Regions from separate parts of the Rattus norvegicus genome. Here region 1 is linked to region 2. The links are chromatin contacts, called in public Hi-C maps. All regions are on one chromosome and are shown on one strand. The core of a region is the stretch at or near the end of the contact, and the rest is flanking DNA. Distances in the headings are between cores, read along the strand shown. Region 1 holds the start of Hnrnph1 (heterogeneous nuclear ribonucleoprotein H1). Region 2 holds the start of Mgat4b (alpha-1,3-mannosyl-glycoprotein 4-beta-N-acetylglucosaminyltransferase B).

The links. A called contact is a pair of places that touch in the nucleus more often than the background predicts.
Region 1: a Hi-C map of hepatocytes shows a contact between it and region 2, with 2.4 times the contacts expected there. The contact joins the promoter of Hnrnph1 here to the promoter of Mgat4b in region 2. A contact is called at or near these places in 6 of 12 Hi-C or Micro-C datasets (the Rat2 cell line, Schwann cells, frontal cortex and 3 more).

Annotation. Positions count from the first base shown.
Region 1 is chr10:35,188,630-35,196,052 of GRCr8, forward strand. Hnrnph1 (heterogeneous nuclear ribonucleoprotein H1) reads left to right here and starts at 6,004. Exons shown (of 14, transcript NM_080896.2): 1 at 6,004-6,066; 2 at 6,567-6,703. The coding sequence starts at 6,607.
Region 2 is chr10:35,045,776-35,053,224 of GRCr8, forward strand. It overlaps Mgat4b (alpha-1,3-mannosyl-glycoprotein 4-beta-N-acetylglucosaminyltransferase B), which reads left to right and starts at 4,737. Exons shown (of 15, transcript NM_001127533.1): 1 at 4,737-5,094. The coding sequence starts at 4,998.

The DNA.
Region 1 (7,423 bases), core at 4,754-7,253, 140 kb after region 2:
TTGCTCTGTATGTACCTGCATGCCAGAAGAGGGCATCAAATTCCTTGATAGATGGTCATGAGCCACTAAAGTAGTTTTGGGAATTGAACCCAGCACCTCTGAAAGAGCAGCCGGTGCTCTTAACCACTGAGCCATCTCTCCAGCGCCATGAATGTGATATTTTGTGTGTGTAGAGCGGGCGGGGGGGCACCATGTGGGTGCAGTGCCTGCAGATGTCAGAAGAGGGCATTGAATCTCCTAGAACTGAGTTACAGATGACTGTGAACTACTGTGGGTGCTGGGAATTGAACCTGGATCCTTTGCAAGAAGAGCAAGTGTTCTTAGGCCCGGAGCCATCTCCCCATCCCACAATTGATTGATGGATTGATTTTGAGACATGATTTCTTTGTTTAACACTGCTGGCTACCCTGGGACTCACTATGTAGAATGGGTTAACTTCAGATTCATAGAGATCTGCCTGCCTGTGCTTCCTGAGTGCTGAGATCGAAGGTGTTGGACACTAGGCCTAGCTCAGCCCATGTTTCTCACCTCTCTTATCAATTTGGTCCTAATTGGCTCAGTAGGCTGTGCACCAAACATTGCCTCTCATGCCCAATTCCTTCAGCCATGCCTGTCCTTTGGAGATAAAAACTGGCAAAATCCAAATGCCAGCAGCTGATCCGAGGTCCTGCTTTCTTCCCAGCCCTGATGAATTGACTGTACCCTTGTTCTATGAGCCGACATAACTGAGTGAATCTGTAAATGAGCGCAGTGTTTCTGTCAGAAAAAGAAGTGAGCAGCCTCGGAGGCAGCGTGGGGATGTTTGCATACCACTGTGAACAGACGTCACAGCCCACATTATACAGTCCCAACTGTTCCATCGCTAGGACAGCGCAGCTGACAGTGTTTGTACCTGTTATTCCAGCGCTCAGGGGTGCAGTTGGGACAAGCAGAAGTCAACAATTAGTCTTGATTTTGCGAGCTTGAGGCAGCCTGGGCTACATGAGACTGCCTGAAAGACAAAACAAATGCGGACCGGGGAATGTAGTTTAGTTGGTAGAGTAGTTTGTTGCCTGGCATCCCTGAAGCCCTGGGCTGAATCAGCAGCACTGCACAAAGCTGGCTTGGGTGTATGAATTTTATCCCCACTCTTAGGAAGCAGAGGCAGGATAGGCTGTGAAGCCCAAGGTCCTCCCTTAGCTACCTGGGAGTCATGACCAGCTTGTGTGCTACATGATCCCAGAGAGCAAATTGTTTATAATGGCTTTATGTCATGTATATTTTATCTCTTTTTAAATATTCTTTTCAAGAATATTAACCCTCCGCACATTTTAAACGCAGCTTGAGGTTTAATTACAGGGAGTGACCTTGGCTGAGGCGTTAGGGAGCCGGGATCAGTCTCCATAAGATTCAAAATCTGTTGGTGCAGCTCAGAGCACCTGCCTATGCTGGCAAGGCTCTGAGTGCCATCCCTAATACCACAAAAACGAAAAAATGTGTAACGCAAAAACCGAATATTTCGAAACAAAGACATTTTTTTCTAAGGGATACGCCGAGTGAACTGAAGAGGGCGCAAAACCGCAGACCTTGCGGGCAGCGGGCGAGGATCGTGGCGGAGCTGTGAGATGTCTTCCTTCCCATACCGATTCTCATTGACCAGTTTAAAATGGTTGCCAAGCCATCGCCTGGCATTGGGGGAGCTATCTCATTTGAAGCAAAGAGACGGCAGGGTGAGCCCCACATCTTGCTCTCCCGCTGCTCTTCCCGGGTCACTGAAGCTTTGGGGAACTGTCATCAGAGCAGACCAGCTGCCGCAGGAAGGAGAGCGCTCCAAGCGCTGACTTGCTGCTGCCCCTTTTTTTAATATTTTAGCCTTGCTGGGGATGGAATCCACGACAAGCTAGGTAAATGCTCTCCCTGAACAGAGCTGAACCCCCAGTTCTTTTTTGACTCAGTGTTCTGACAATCCTTATAACTGAATTTTAAAGCCCTATAATCAGACATCTGTGATGGGATCTGATGCCCTCTTCTGATGTGTCTGAAAACAGCTATAGTGTGCTCATATACATAAATAAATCTTAAAAAAAAAGAATATAAGCTATATCAAATCTAAGATGCCATCAATGTTAGAGCTTGATATTCGTTATATTTCACCAGGAAAGCACCTGATAACCAGACCCTGACATGCCATTGGTTTTAAGTTATATTTATGTTTTGGATAAGTTAAACTGGAAAAAAATGTGTTTTTACAATTGCTGAAAACTGTTTTCATTTCTGGACAGGAAAGGGTTTTCAGGGTTTGGCTTTGGTTTTTCACATAAACCCTTTTTAATTTTTTTTGTGTTTTAGCCCAGGCACGGTAGCACAGGACTGGCAAAGGCAGTCAAATCTGAGGCCAGTCTGGTCTGCCTAACTGAGCTCAGGCCAGCCAGAGCTACAGAGTGACTCTGTCTCACACACAACAAATTATGTATGTGTTGTGTGAATATGTGTCTCATGTGTCTCCCACAGAGGCCAGAGGAGGGAATCCCCTGGCGCTGCCCAGTGTGCATATGGGGCACTGACCTCTGGTTCTGTGGAAAAGAAGCAAATGTCTTAACCATTAGGAAATCTCTCGGGGGTTGGGGATTTAGCTCAGTGGTAGAGCGCTTGCCTAGCAAGCGCAAGGCCCTGGGTTCGGTCCCCAGCTCTGGGAAAAAAAAAAAAAAAAAAAAGAAATCTCTCCAGCCCCTTACATAAACCTTTTATAGATTATTTACAGATTGGATTGTACATCACATTTACAGATAAGAAATCCATCTAGGCTCAAAGAACAACAAAGCTACTGCTGCTTTGAGAAATGCAAGCCACACATGCATTTTACACCCTGAAGCAGAAGACAGGATTCACATTACCCTTTAGACACTTGGAGTATGTGCAGCACCATCTGACCCCTCATCTTTCTGGGGCAGAACCCACATATGACCCTCCTCCTCTGTTAGGCCAAAAGCATTAGTTTATTTAGGGTAATAAGCAATCAGAAGTGGAAGCTACACAGATAATCCCATTTCTTCCAGAATATAGCAGCAGGAGCTGGGGGGACGGCTTTGCCAGGAAAGGCACTTGCTTTCTCAGGCCTCAGAATCTGAGTTTGATCCTTCACTCTGAAGACTCTGAGCCTGGCTTATTAAATTTAATATCTGAAGTATCTTCTGCTGCCCAATCTGCTTTTCTGCGGAAGAGATCTTTATAGTATTATGTGAGCAGCACCCATGAGACAGCTGTGGTGGTCCAATCTTGTAATTCTAGCATTCTGGAGCCTGGAGGAGGAGGATGCCGCCTCTGGACACCTGGCTAGCCTGGGCTATAACCTGGGATGCAGAGACTCTGGCTCAAACAGAGAAGAAAGCACATTAAGACCAAGAGAACAGTTAAGAAAAAGCATGAAGAGAAAGCAGATCTTGGTGAGTTCAGGGCCATCCTAGTCTACATAGTAAGTTCTAGGCCAGACAGGGATATAGAGTAAGATTCTGTCTAAAAAGAAAAAAATAAAAGGAAAGAGGCACTAATTTAGTCGGAAAGGCCTCAAAACTCCTGGGACCTGACTGCTCTGCTGTGATTAAAGGTGTGTGCAACTTTTTATGTGAGAAAGCTTTGTGTTGGGCAATCTACATTAATGGCCATACCATAAAATGTATTCAGTAGTGATCAGATACAAATAGTTACCATCTTCCCAGTTTGAAATTACTAAGGATTAAAGGAAAGGGCACTGCCAGTGTTAGGGAAATTGAACTTAGGCGTGTGGAACCCTTGTATACAAGAGGATCTCCAAACTCTGCCATGATTAGAAGTTACAAAAATATTCAAGAGCCTTCTGCTGAATAATTGTCCGTCAATAAATCCTAAATTGTATGTGGCGGCATACATGCCTTAATCCCATCACTCTGGAGGTAGAGGATCAAACACTCAAGGCCAAGCTTGACTATAGAGGGAGTTAGGGACTGGCCTGGGATATTTGCAACCATGACTCAAAACAATCTACCCTAAGGAAAGCACTTTTATCTATATACATTGCATTTACCCTTACTATCGAAAAATAACCTTCCTATACAACTAGAATAGAGTTTAGAGAAACATCATAGGAAGTGGTTGTGTTGTCAGAAGAGAAACATTTTTCCCCTTTCAGGTTAGAGACCTGGAAGTCCTAAGTTGAAATGACTCTCCCATCTCACTATCTCAAGTAGTTGGGACTACAGACACACTATTGTGCAAAGCGATCAGAGATGATTAAAACAAAAAATGGTATGTGTGTGTTGTGTGGTCAAGTGGTAGGATTGATTTGCCCAAAGCCTCTCTCGAATGCATCACTCCCCCATATATGTAATCATAAACCACTGGTCTTAGGTCATCTAACAAGACTAGAGCTCTCAAATGGTGTGAATTAACTAGTGAAGAGTACATTTTTGGTAATCTATTTCATGTCTCAAGACCATGTAGGGGGTAATGTACATGCTAAGCAAGCATTCTACCACTAAGATTTCTCTCATCTTTCTTGAGACAGGCTTTCACTAAGCTTCCCTGGCCGCCTCGAACACACTCTGTTGCCCCGGCAGGTCTTGAAGTTGTAGTTCTCCTGGGCTGGGGTTGTAGTCTTGCTTTTCACCCACCTACTGGCCTGGAGACTTGGGAGTCTCACTTTTGATGAGCTAAGCTAGTGTTTTCCGTCTCCTCTAGATAGCTCCTTTGCAGGTGAGGTCATGCCCCACTATTCTCCCAGCCTGTTTCATCGGAGTTTCCCTTACACCTGAAGGTTCATGTTACACAGCTCCTGTTGCTCTCTTGCTGAAAGCTTCTGTCTACTTAACACCCTTGCGCAGACTTAAAAGGTCCAAGTTCTGCATGCTGTCTCTGCACCTTTCCTTTGATGACCACCACCCCCTTAAAAAAAACTATCCAAAGTGGATTTAGCCTCCTCAATATTGTACTTGAAAGAAAAACGTAATTTTGACCGCGACCTCTTGTGATGGCATTCAGAGGCATACCAACTGTGGTACCCACTGTGGCACCACCAAAACAATAACACTATTGTTAATTTCTACCAGGTCTGGCAGGGGTGGGTCAGTCAAATCCGGAGAGACTCCGAACATCATCCGTATTCTGCTGTGTTGCTGGAATTCTAACTTTTTACCCATTTATCTCTGTAAGTGCACACGAGATGACCCGGAGGTGTCTCCACCTGGGAGAGGTACATCGGTCGGGCGCCGCGCTCTGGGGTTGCGTCCTCCGCGCACCTGGTAGTCTCAGCCTTCACTCGCGAGGCGCAGCACACAGAGCGCTTCTCGTGCGAGGGCCCGCGGCCTTGGGAAGGCGAGGGGTTCGCAGACTGCGAGTTCGTTAGGCAAAGTGGGATACAGGACTAGCTCGGGCACTGACAGCCCATGTGGGTCGGGGACTGATCCCCTAAAGCGGGCAGGTAAGGGGACTGGTCCTAGGCACCCCACGGTGATCTGGGATTTGGGCGCAGGGGCGGGGCGGTACGGAGAGGAGGCTCGGCATAAACCGGCCTTCCAGCTCCTACGCGTTCTAGGGAGAAAGGGCATGGCTTCCTTTTCCTCCTGCTGTCTTTCAAAACTGACAGGAACGCGGAAGAAAAGCTGCGGATTAAGGGTAGAACAACCGCCCCTGTAAACCTGAACTCTGGATTATTACCCAGTCCCTGCTGGGAGCTGATTATCGCCATTCCCCTCCCCCACTCTGGCGGGTAGGTCTAGAGAACGGTTTGAAGGCAGACGCATGCGCTTTAAGTAAAACGATAAACCGCTGAGACGCCAAGCGCAATAATTGCAAAAGGGCGCAGGCGCAGGAAGAAAAAAACCCCTCGGTCAGTTTATGAAGGGGCCGGAGCCCAAACGCATGCGTGTAATAATGGGCTAGCGGGAGAGAGCGCAGGTTTTCTTAATACGCATGCGTTTAATCTTTGTGTGACGCGAGTGGGGCGGGGCCGGCCACGGGGTGCGCGTGCGCAGAGTTTGCTCGGAGGGCTTTATTTAGGCTGCGCAGGCGCTCTCCTATCATTTTTCCTCAGCCACGCCGAGGCTTTGTGTGGAGGTGAGTGGTGTTCTGTCTTCGTTTGCTACCAGAGCCCTCCACGGACGCCTATTTTGGTGACGATTGCTTGTCGCTGAACTTAGGTTAAAACCTGGGGGGCCGTGGCAAGCACAGGCTACCCCTGGAAACCGCGAGTGTCTCGCCGGCGTGGCAGCGCCGCCTAGGCCTGCAGGCCGCGCCGCTTCTATTGTGTGAGATGTCTGAGGAGGCGGAGCGGAAGCGGCGGCCGCCATTTCCTTGTCTCCACCATGGCTGTAGGCCAGGGTTTTCTTAGCCTAGACCCTCCTCAGCACTGAGCGCACAGAGTGGTGTTGGGGATCGGGTCGCTAGCCGAGGCCGGGTTGCATGCTTGAGTCTCCGGGGTCAAGGCAGCGTACCGGGCGGGGCTCCCGTAGCGGCGCCCGGTCGAACCCCGCAGGGCGCCTTGAAGTGGGAGGGCCATTTAAATGACTGTTTCTTAGACGTGTTCCTAACAACCCCACCCCCCTCCCACCCCGCAGCCCTGCAGTCTGTTTCGACGCCAGGACCAGCGAAGAGACGATGATGCTGGGAGCAGAAGGCGGAGAGGGCTTCGTGGTGAAGGTCCGGGGCTTGCCCTGGTCCTGCTCCGCGGATGAAGTGCAGCGGTTTTTTTCTGGTGAGTTGAGGCGGGAGTTGTCAGTGGGGGCCCGCGGCTGGGCCGGGCGGGGCGGGGCGGGGCGGGGCGGACCTCTGGGCGCCCCCTAGCGAGTCGCAGGCACCAGCGGTTCCCGGGCTCGCGCTCTGCCAGCCGCTGTTACGCAATGGTAATTGCGAAATGCCCCCTCCTCCCGCCCCCCTCCCCTTCTCCCATTGGGATGCTGGTGGCCCTGCAGAATCTTTTCGGTCTCTAAGCACCAATCTGTGCATTTTGGAATTGTCTCTGAAAGAATTCAGTAGGGAAAGATATGATTTCTTTCCTGGTCTTGAAAAACAAATGGAGCAGTACAGACAAGTGATAGTAATTTCCCCTTTGAAGCGCTACTGCACTTCCTTACATATATTCACTTGAAAAGAGGCATTCTGCTTTGGAAAAGTTCATTTTTCCTGATTAGGATTTGGTCCTTGAATTCATGCTCTAGGTCTAGTTAATTAAAAAACTGGATCCCTTTACAACTGAGAACCCTGAAACCCAAGAAAGTTTTGTCACTGTAGAATCTTACTTATTTTTACACTATGTGTAGGCTTTCTGAATAATTTCTATCAGAATCTTATTCCCACTGTTGTAAGAGAAGAGAGGTGTATTTCAAAAACATTGACAAGTTTCGTAAAAAGGTACCTGTAGTGTTGACCTTACTGTCTGAATTTAGCTGTGGTAACAGAAAACGACCTGTAAAAC
Region 2 (7,449 bases), core at 3,487-5,986:
ATCCTGAGTTGGAGGCCAGTGGTAAGAACTTGACAACAAAACCCCAGAAAAAAAAAATTAAGGGTAGGAGAGATGGCCCAGTGGTTAAGAGCATTGAGTGCTCTTCCAGAGGTCCTGAGTTCAAATCCCAGCAACCACATGGTGGCTCACAACCATCTGCAATGGGATCTGATGCCCTCTTCTGGTGTGTGTGAAGACAGCCACAGTGTACTCATATAAATAAAAATTAAGAAAGATTCCTTTGTGTTTGTTGATGGCAGTTAGACCCTACCTCCTCTCCCCTGTATCTTCCTGATCATCTTTCTCTGTGGACCTCGTCTCTGTGGCCTTGGACAAGGTGGACAGGTTCTAACAGGGCAGTGGCCGGATCAACATCAAAGCATTCATGTTTGTATTCTTTGTTTGGTTTGATTTCTGTTTCTCGAGACAGCGTTTAATTCTGTAGGCTAGGTAGACTAGGATGCACTATACAGTCCAACCTGGGTTTGAACTTGAAGCAATCCTCCTGCCTCAGTCTGCCTGGGATTGGGATTATGAGTATAAGCCACCATTTAAAAATATTTTATCTATTCCTTTTTTTTTTGTATGTTTGTTTGTTTTTTCAAGGCAGGGTTTCTCTGGGTAGCCCAGGCTGTCCTAGAACTCACTCTGTAAACCAGGCTGACCATGAACTCCAAGATCTGCCTGCCTTATATAAAATAAATAAATCTTTAAAAAAAGGGGGGGGGGCTGGAGAGATGGCTCAGTGGTTAAGAGCACCGACTGCTCGCTCTTCCAGAGGTTCTGAGTTCAGTTCCCAGTAACCACATGGTGGCTCACAACCATCTGTAATGGGATCTGATGCCCTCTTCTGGTGTGTCTGAAGACAATGACAGGGTATTCACATATATAAAATAAATACATCTTTAAGATCTGCCTGCCTCTGCATCCGGAATGCTGGGATTAGGGGCGCGTGCTGCCACTGCCCTGCTCTTTCAGGCTCGTTCACTTATTTGTGGGCAACTTCGTGTGTGTTTTGTATGTAGAGACTCTCATGTAGCTGAGACTGGCCCTGAACTGCCTTTGTAGTCGAGGATGAACCTGAACTGTCTTTTATTTTTTTTATCCTAAAAAAAAAAAGAATTTGGGTGTTTTGCTTGAGTGAATGTTTGTGTGCAGTGCTCTCGGAGGCCAGAATCAGCAGCCGATTCCTTGTGAGCCTCCAGTGGGTGTTGGGAGTCAAACCCTTTTCCTCTTGCTCTCAACAGTTGAGCTATTTACTCTTTCCAGGACTCTTAATCAATTCTCCTGCTTTCTGCTGTCAACCCCATCATACATCACAGACCCATGTCTTAGAAGGCAATGCCTGGGGGGCTGGAGAGATGGCTCAGTGGTTAAGAGCCCCCGACTGCTCTTCCAGAGGTCCTGAGTTCAATTCCCAGCAACCACATGGTGGCTCACAACCATCTGTAAAGAGATCTGATGCCCTCTTCTGGTGTGTCTGAAGACAGCTACAGTGTACTCATATATAATAAATGAATAAATCTTTAAAAAAAAAAAGGCGATGCCTTCTGAACAACTGAAATGCAAATTTAGAAAAACATTTCCTAAAACCTGCAAATACCCGTGATTCTCCTTAATTTGTAATATCTAGAAGCAGGACTAATATCATAAATATGATGTCACCAACATGAGTGTAACTATCCTTTTGAAGTGCCCTGCCACGAGTCTAGTTAAGGTAGATGAAATTCCTGACATCTGTTGTGACAGTCACACAGACTGGGAAATCTACAGGACGCTGTTCCCATTCTTAACTGAAGAACACACCAAGTTTCACTCAAAGGCTGGTGAATCCATGTGTGGCTTTTCTATTTTTCTTAGCTCTATTCTTGACTCCCCCAGGGCTGGACCCCTAGACTACTTCCAAAGGCTGTCCTAGAACATGGCCTGAGGGCTGTGATCATAACAGCTGGATGTCTCCAGTCTTTTAATCCCAACGCTGAGCTGCACAGTGACTTACAGGCCAGCCAGGGTTTCACAGTGAGTCACTGACTCCGAAAAAGGAAGGGGTGTGTGTGTGTGTGTGTGTGTGTGTGTGTGTGTGTGTGTGTGTGAGAGAGAGAGAGAGAGAGAGAGAGAGAGAGAGAGAGAAAGAGAGAGAGAGGCTGTTTTCACTATGTGAAAAGCTAGGAGAACAAAGGAGGAAAAGCCCAGAGCTGGGCTTTTGAAAGGAAAGCAGGTTTTTCTGGGCCCCTGTGGCTCCGTTCTCCCTGAGTAGGACCTGAAGCTGAACCTCAGGTAAAGGTGTGTTGCCAGCTACAAGGCAGCGTGCAGAGCCAGGAAATGTCCGGAGGGACTTTAGGTGGCAAGCAGGCCCCAGATTAATTAATTACTACAAAGGCAAAGATGGTGGAAAATAGGACACGTGCCAGACAATGCTGCCATTTTCAGAGGACAAGGCTGTAAGGTAGACAGGCTGCTGTGAGGTCCTACTCCTTAGACATGGGCCCTACCTAACCCCATGTCCTGTTTCTCCAGAGGGCCCTCCTCCAGAGGGACATCAGGGACCTTCTCGCATTCCTGTTCCCCTACTCCAAGGTAGTAATGGGATGGAGGAGATCAAAGGTGATCACCTGCAGCCCATCTCCTTCACACCCACTGGCTTAATAATTATAGCATTTTCCTTAAATCATCCACGTAAAACCTAGATGCGCTTTTGTTGTTTAGTTGATGCCGGTATTGAGTGCATTACCCCTCAGCTCCATCTCCAGCTCTAATATTCTAATATACCTTCATTGCTTGGGTTTTAGATGTGTGTGTGTGTGTGTGTGTGTGTGTGTGTGTGTGTGTGTGCAGTAGTTGTTGTGAGCCCCCTGATAAAGCTGCTGGGAACCTAACTGGGGTCCTCTGGAAGAGCAAGAAGTCACATAAGTACGTTTAACTTTAACTACTGAGCTATCCCTCCAGCCTTCTTGTTTGTTTCTAGGATAGTTACACCATATAGTATAGCTCTACTTGACTCAGAATTTCGAATTTTCTATGTATTTCAAGCTAGTCTCAAACTGTTTGGGGGTGGGGGAGACAACATGGGCTCATGCAATGGCCTCCGCTGCCTGGGTGCTGGGATCGGAGGCATGTGACACACTATACTGACCCCACTGTTGTCTTTTAAACAAAATTAAGATTTTATATGACTAAAATGAAGACTTGCTATTCTTTGCCACCCAGAGAAGAGCCCTATGAAAACAGGAAAACGAACCAGGGTACTTCTCTTCAGAAAGCTCCAACAAGATCAGGTGTGGAAATCAGGCTGTACCCTGCTCTAAGTCACTCCAAACTGTACAACATTGGCTTTGGGCTGTGCCTTGCCTTCTGTTGCTCCCCACCCTAATGTTGCCCCCAGGATCTTACTATGCAGCCTTCACTAGCCAAGAATTCTAAATGTAGACCAAGCCTTCCTTGAACTCATAAGGATCCTCCTGCCTCCTGGGTATAGGCCACTGCACTGTGCATACATATATACATATTCATATATATGTGTGTGTGTGTGATCGCCACTGTAGCTTCTGCTTTACTGAGACCATCGCCCACCCCGCCGTGTGTGATCACACCTCCCCTCCCCAACCCCCGCGCACGCACGTCACCATTCCAAGCAAGGTCCTTCGGGACATCCATCATACACATATATGTGGGTGGCACTGTCGTGCCATAGGGACCATACGGAGATCGGAGAACAAATTGCAGGAGTCGCTTCACTCCTCCCACCCTGTGGAACCTGAGCAATGGAACTCAGGCTTGGTAGCCGTCATCCCTCTGGTCTTAGGTAGTAGCTGCATGCTACAAAGTAGCATTTAGTTCCATTTTGAATGGCGATGAGACTGGAGAAGGGAAGTAGACTTAGCGCTTCCAAAATGCATGCCCCTAGGCTGCCTTGGCTCAGCGAGTCCTTTCGTTCTGTGTCCAGTTCCTGATTCCGCAGAGGCCTGGAGGGAAGTCTGTAATAAGTTCTTATATGAAGGTGCCGGAAGAGACGGCAATAAAGTCTGAGGCGCCGCTGTACAAACAGGAGCCAGAGCCCGCGTCACCCTGCGGACCCGTGCCCTTCTAAACTACAGGGTGAGCCTGACACCCGCCCACGGCACGCTTGGCACCGGGAAGCTAGCTGGCTGGGCTCCGGAGGGTGCTCCACACCTACAAACAACTGCTCTGTTACTCCGGAGAGCGGCCCATTGTCATTGTTCCATAGAGTAGGAGCGCCTCCCCCGGTCCGTAGCATACTATCCGAGACACAGCAGAGAATGCCTTGAGAACGAAGTACTAGTGGGCGCAAAAATGGGCAGCGAGCACTTGTGGCCAGCCTTCTAGCTAGAGACAACCTCAGCTCGGCTACAACGGGCCCCTCCCAAGCCAGACCCTCTCCGTGGGGAGGAGGGTTTGAGAGTCTAGATGTGGGGACTTGCTCGTGGGATCTTCCTGAAAGGAGTCTTATGGGGGACAGGCGCCTTCTCCGGCTGTCCCTGCTGCACAATAGCTGACCCTCATTCATCACCACTGTAGCCACGACTTTCCTGGGGGCTGCTATTCCACGCGCGTGCCACGATCCCTAGGCGGGCCCGCCGGGATCCCAGGAGCTGGCCTCCTACCCCGCCCCCTCCCGGTGCTCCCAGCGGCATCGAGTGATGCGGCCCCTTTAAATCCCGGCCGCCCCGCCCTTCGCCCGTCGACTCGGCGGCGGTCCCGGATCCAGCCGGGCCGCGGCTCTTGCCGCCTTGCCCCAACCCTGCTCTGCCCGGGCCCAGCCTCAGATCGAGGCCGCCAGCGCCGTGCACCGCGGAGGAGCAGCCCGCACGCATCCCCCACCTCCACCCCGGTTCCCGCCCTGCCCGTAGCGGTCTCTCCCGGGCCCGCAGTTCCTCCGGGGCCGGGGCCCCCGCCGCCTCCGGGCCCCCGTGCCCGGGCCCCGGTCCCCCGGGCCATGCGGCCTCGGCCCCGCCGGCGCCCGCCGCGCACTGGGGGAGATGAGGCTCCGCAATGGCACCTTCCTGACGCTGCTGCTCTTCTGCTTGTGCGCCTTCCTCTCTCTCTCCTGGTACGCAGCGCTCAGCGGCCAGAAAGGTGAGCCCCCACCCCGCCGCCGCCCGCTCAGGCCCGCACCGGGAGCACCTGAGCCTCTCCCATCCTCGCCCCACTTGTTTGCTTTTGGCATAACGAAATTCCCTGGTCAGGCCTGGCGGAGGGGGGCGAGTGGTTACCAGATCCCCGCCTCCGTGTGGCGCTCAGAACTGGCCTCTGCCTGCGGTTATCCCATGCCAGGGGCGGGCGCTCCCACTGGCAAGTTAAGGACCTATGGAGTTCCCACAGAGGGGCAGAGACACAAGGTCACAGAGGTAGTTGTAGTCAGGTGTACCCAGAGAACCTGGCGCAGGCTCTTGGACAAGCAGGCACAGTATTGTTGAGACAGGTGAGGAGATATAGCCAAGGCATCCATACCCCTGCCCCATCCACTGCTGTGCTCTGCAGCAGCTCTGCTCCCGTGGGTGCTGCTCCCTGGGGGCCTTCAGCCTCCTCCATGGCATCGGGTCCCAGGGTTTCTCTGTAGGGCCTCCTGAACAGCTAGCCCAGAAACCCTGATATGTGATCACTTTGTGGGATTTCCTTGGCCCTCCCTGATGCAGCTTCGAAGCTTGGGTTCCCAGCCTGGCCAGCTGCCTTGGGAGTAAAACGACACAGGCCCTAGCACTGCTAGGAAACCTTCTGAGCTAGGTTTGAACTGAGTGGAAGCTGAGCATTTCAGAGACCATGATCTACCCAGTCTGGACTCAGGAGGCTGGGAGCTGCTTCCTTCCTTCCTGCCTTCTGCTCTTCCTGTCATATCAGGCTGAGGTGGGCTAGCTCTCTCCCTCCCTCAGGCAGGCTTTCTGTTCCCCAGGGTTATGCTAAATGAGTCAGGGGGTCCAGGGAGGAAGCTTGTGGCAAGTCCACTCCTGGCACCAGGCTCCTCCTGCCTGTCCAGCCCAGTCTCCTCTAGGACTTTCCCTGTTTTGGTTGGAGGTCTGGACTGGTCTTGAGAGAATCATAAGCCAAGAACTCTGAGGAGAGATTTGCTAGGGCCTGGCACAGAGAGAGTGTGGGGTGGGATGGCTAGGGGATGGCTCTCTGAAGGTAGGGCGTGGCACCCAGAAGGGTACATTTTGAGCCCTTGAGAGAATAGCCATGAAAGGCTATGATGGCTGTAGTGGAGCAATGTCTGAAGAACTGGAATCAGGTTGTCCCACTGTGGTAGGACCATTAGACTGTGTCTCATCCTCATTTGGTAGTGATTCCCGTGTGCTTACTGTAGCAGTCACTTGTCCCCATCTGATGTTAGGATACCTCCTAAGGGAGCAAGCCAGGAGACTAGCATTCTGAGGGCATGGCGAACAAGAGAATCAGAGCAGTATAGGACTCAGATACAGAGTTCTTCCTCTTGAGGCACAAGTCTGTAGGCATGGAGAGAGTAGTGACAGAGTCCACCTTGTCTGAGGGCTGTACTGTTTCCATGGGTATCCAGCAAGGCCAGCTGTCTAGAAGTCAGGAGTCTGTGGACTGTGTGAACCTTTCTCATTCTTCCATGCAGATAACTCAGTATCAAACTCAGCCAGTCAGCCACCAGATTGAAGCTGGTTTCCAGTTTGTAGCAGATATAGGGCTCAGGAGAGGAGGGTCCAGTACTTAGGGGAAGAGCAAAAGAACCAGAAGGGAGGATGTAGGCAGGGATCCAGAGAGAGTCACCCTAGAGCCTGGGTTAAGAATGGGAAAGATGGGGTTGGGGATTTAGCTCAGTGGTAGAGCGCTTACCTAGGAAGCACAAGGCCCTGGGTTCGGTCCCCAGCTCCAAAAAAGAGAACCAAAAAAAAAAAAAAAAAAAGAATGGGAAAGACTGGGGTTGGGGATTTAGCTCAGTGGTAGAGCGCTTGCCTAGGAAGTGCAAGGCCCTGGGTTCGGTCCCCAGCTCCGAAAAAAAAAAGAACCAAAAAAAAAAAAAAAAAAAAAAAAAAGAATGGGAAAGACTCAGACTTGGCCAGATGCACCTAGGGTTCAGGACTCAAGTTCAAATCCAACCTTGGCTATATCTGTTGAAGCAGCCAGACTTTCAGGGATCAAACTAGAGCCCCAGCCAAATAGTTGCTGAGCTTGCACCTCAGAGAGAGATCCACACAGCCCTTCTCAGGGTCCAGCCCATCCTCTCACTGGACCCTTGCTCTCCTAGAGTCCTTGGAGACTGCACAACCTGGAGACAGAGTGGACACCTGCCACTCTCCACCTCTACCCCACCCCCTTCCCTCTTGCAGGTCCATGGCAAATCTTTGGCTGGGTTTGCCATCTTCCTGTGGTCCTGAGCCTATTGCCCCTTCCCTAAGGACAATGTGCAAAGTTTATACCCCAGCTTGGCTCCGAAGTCTGTTTTCTCTGCCAAGAGAGAGCCAGGTG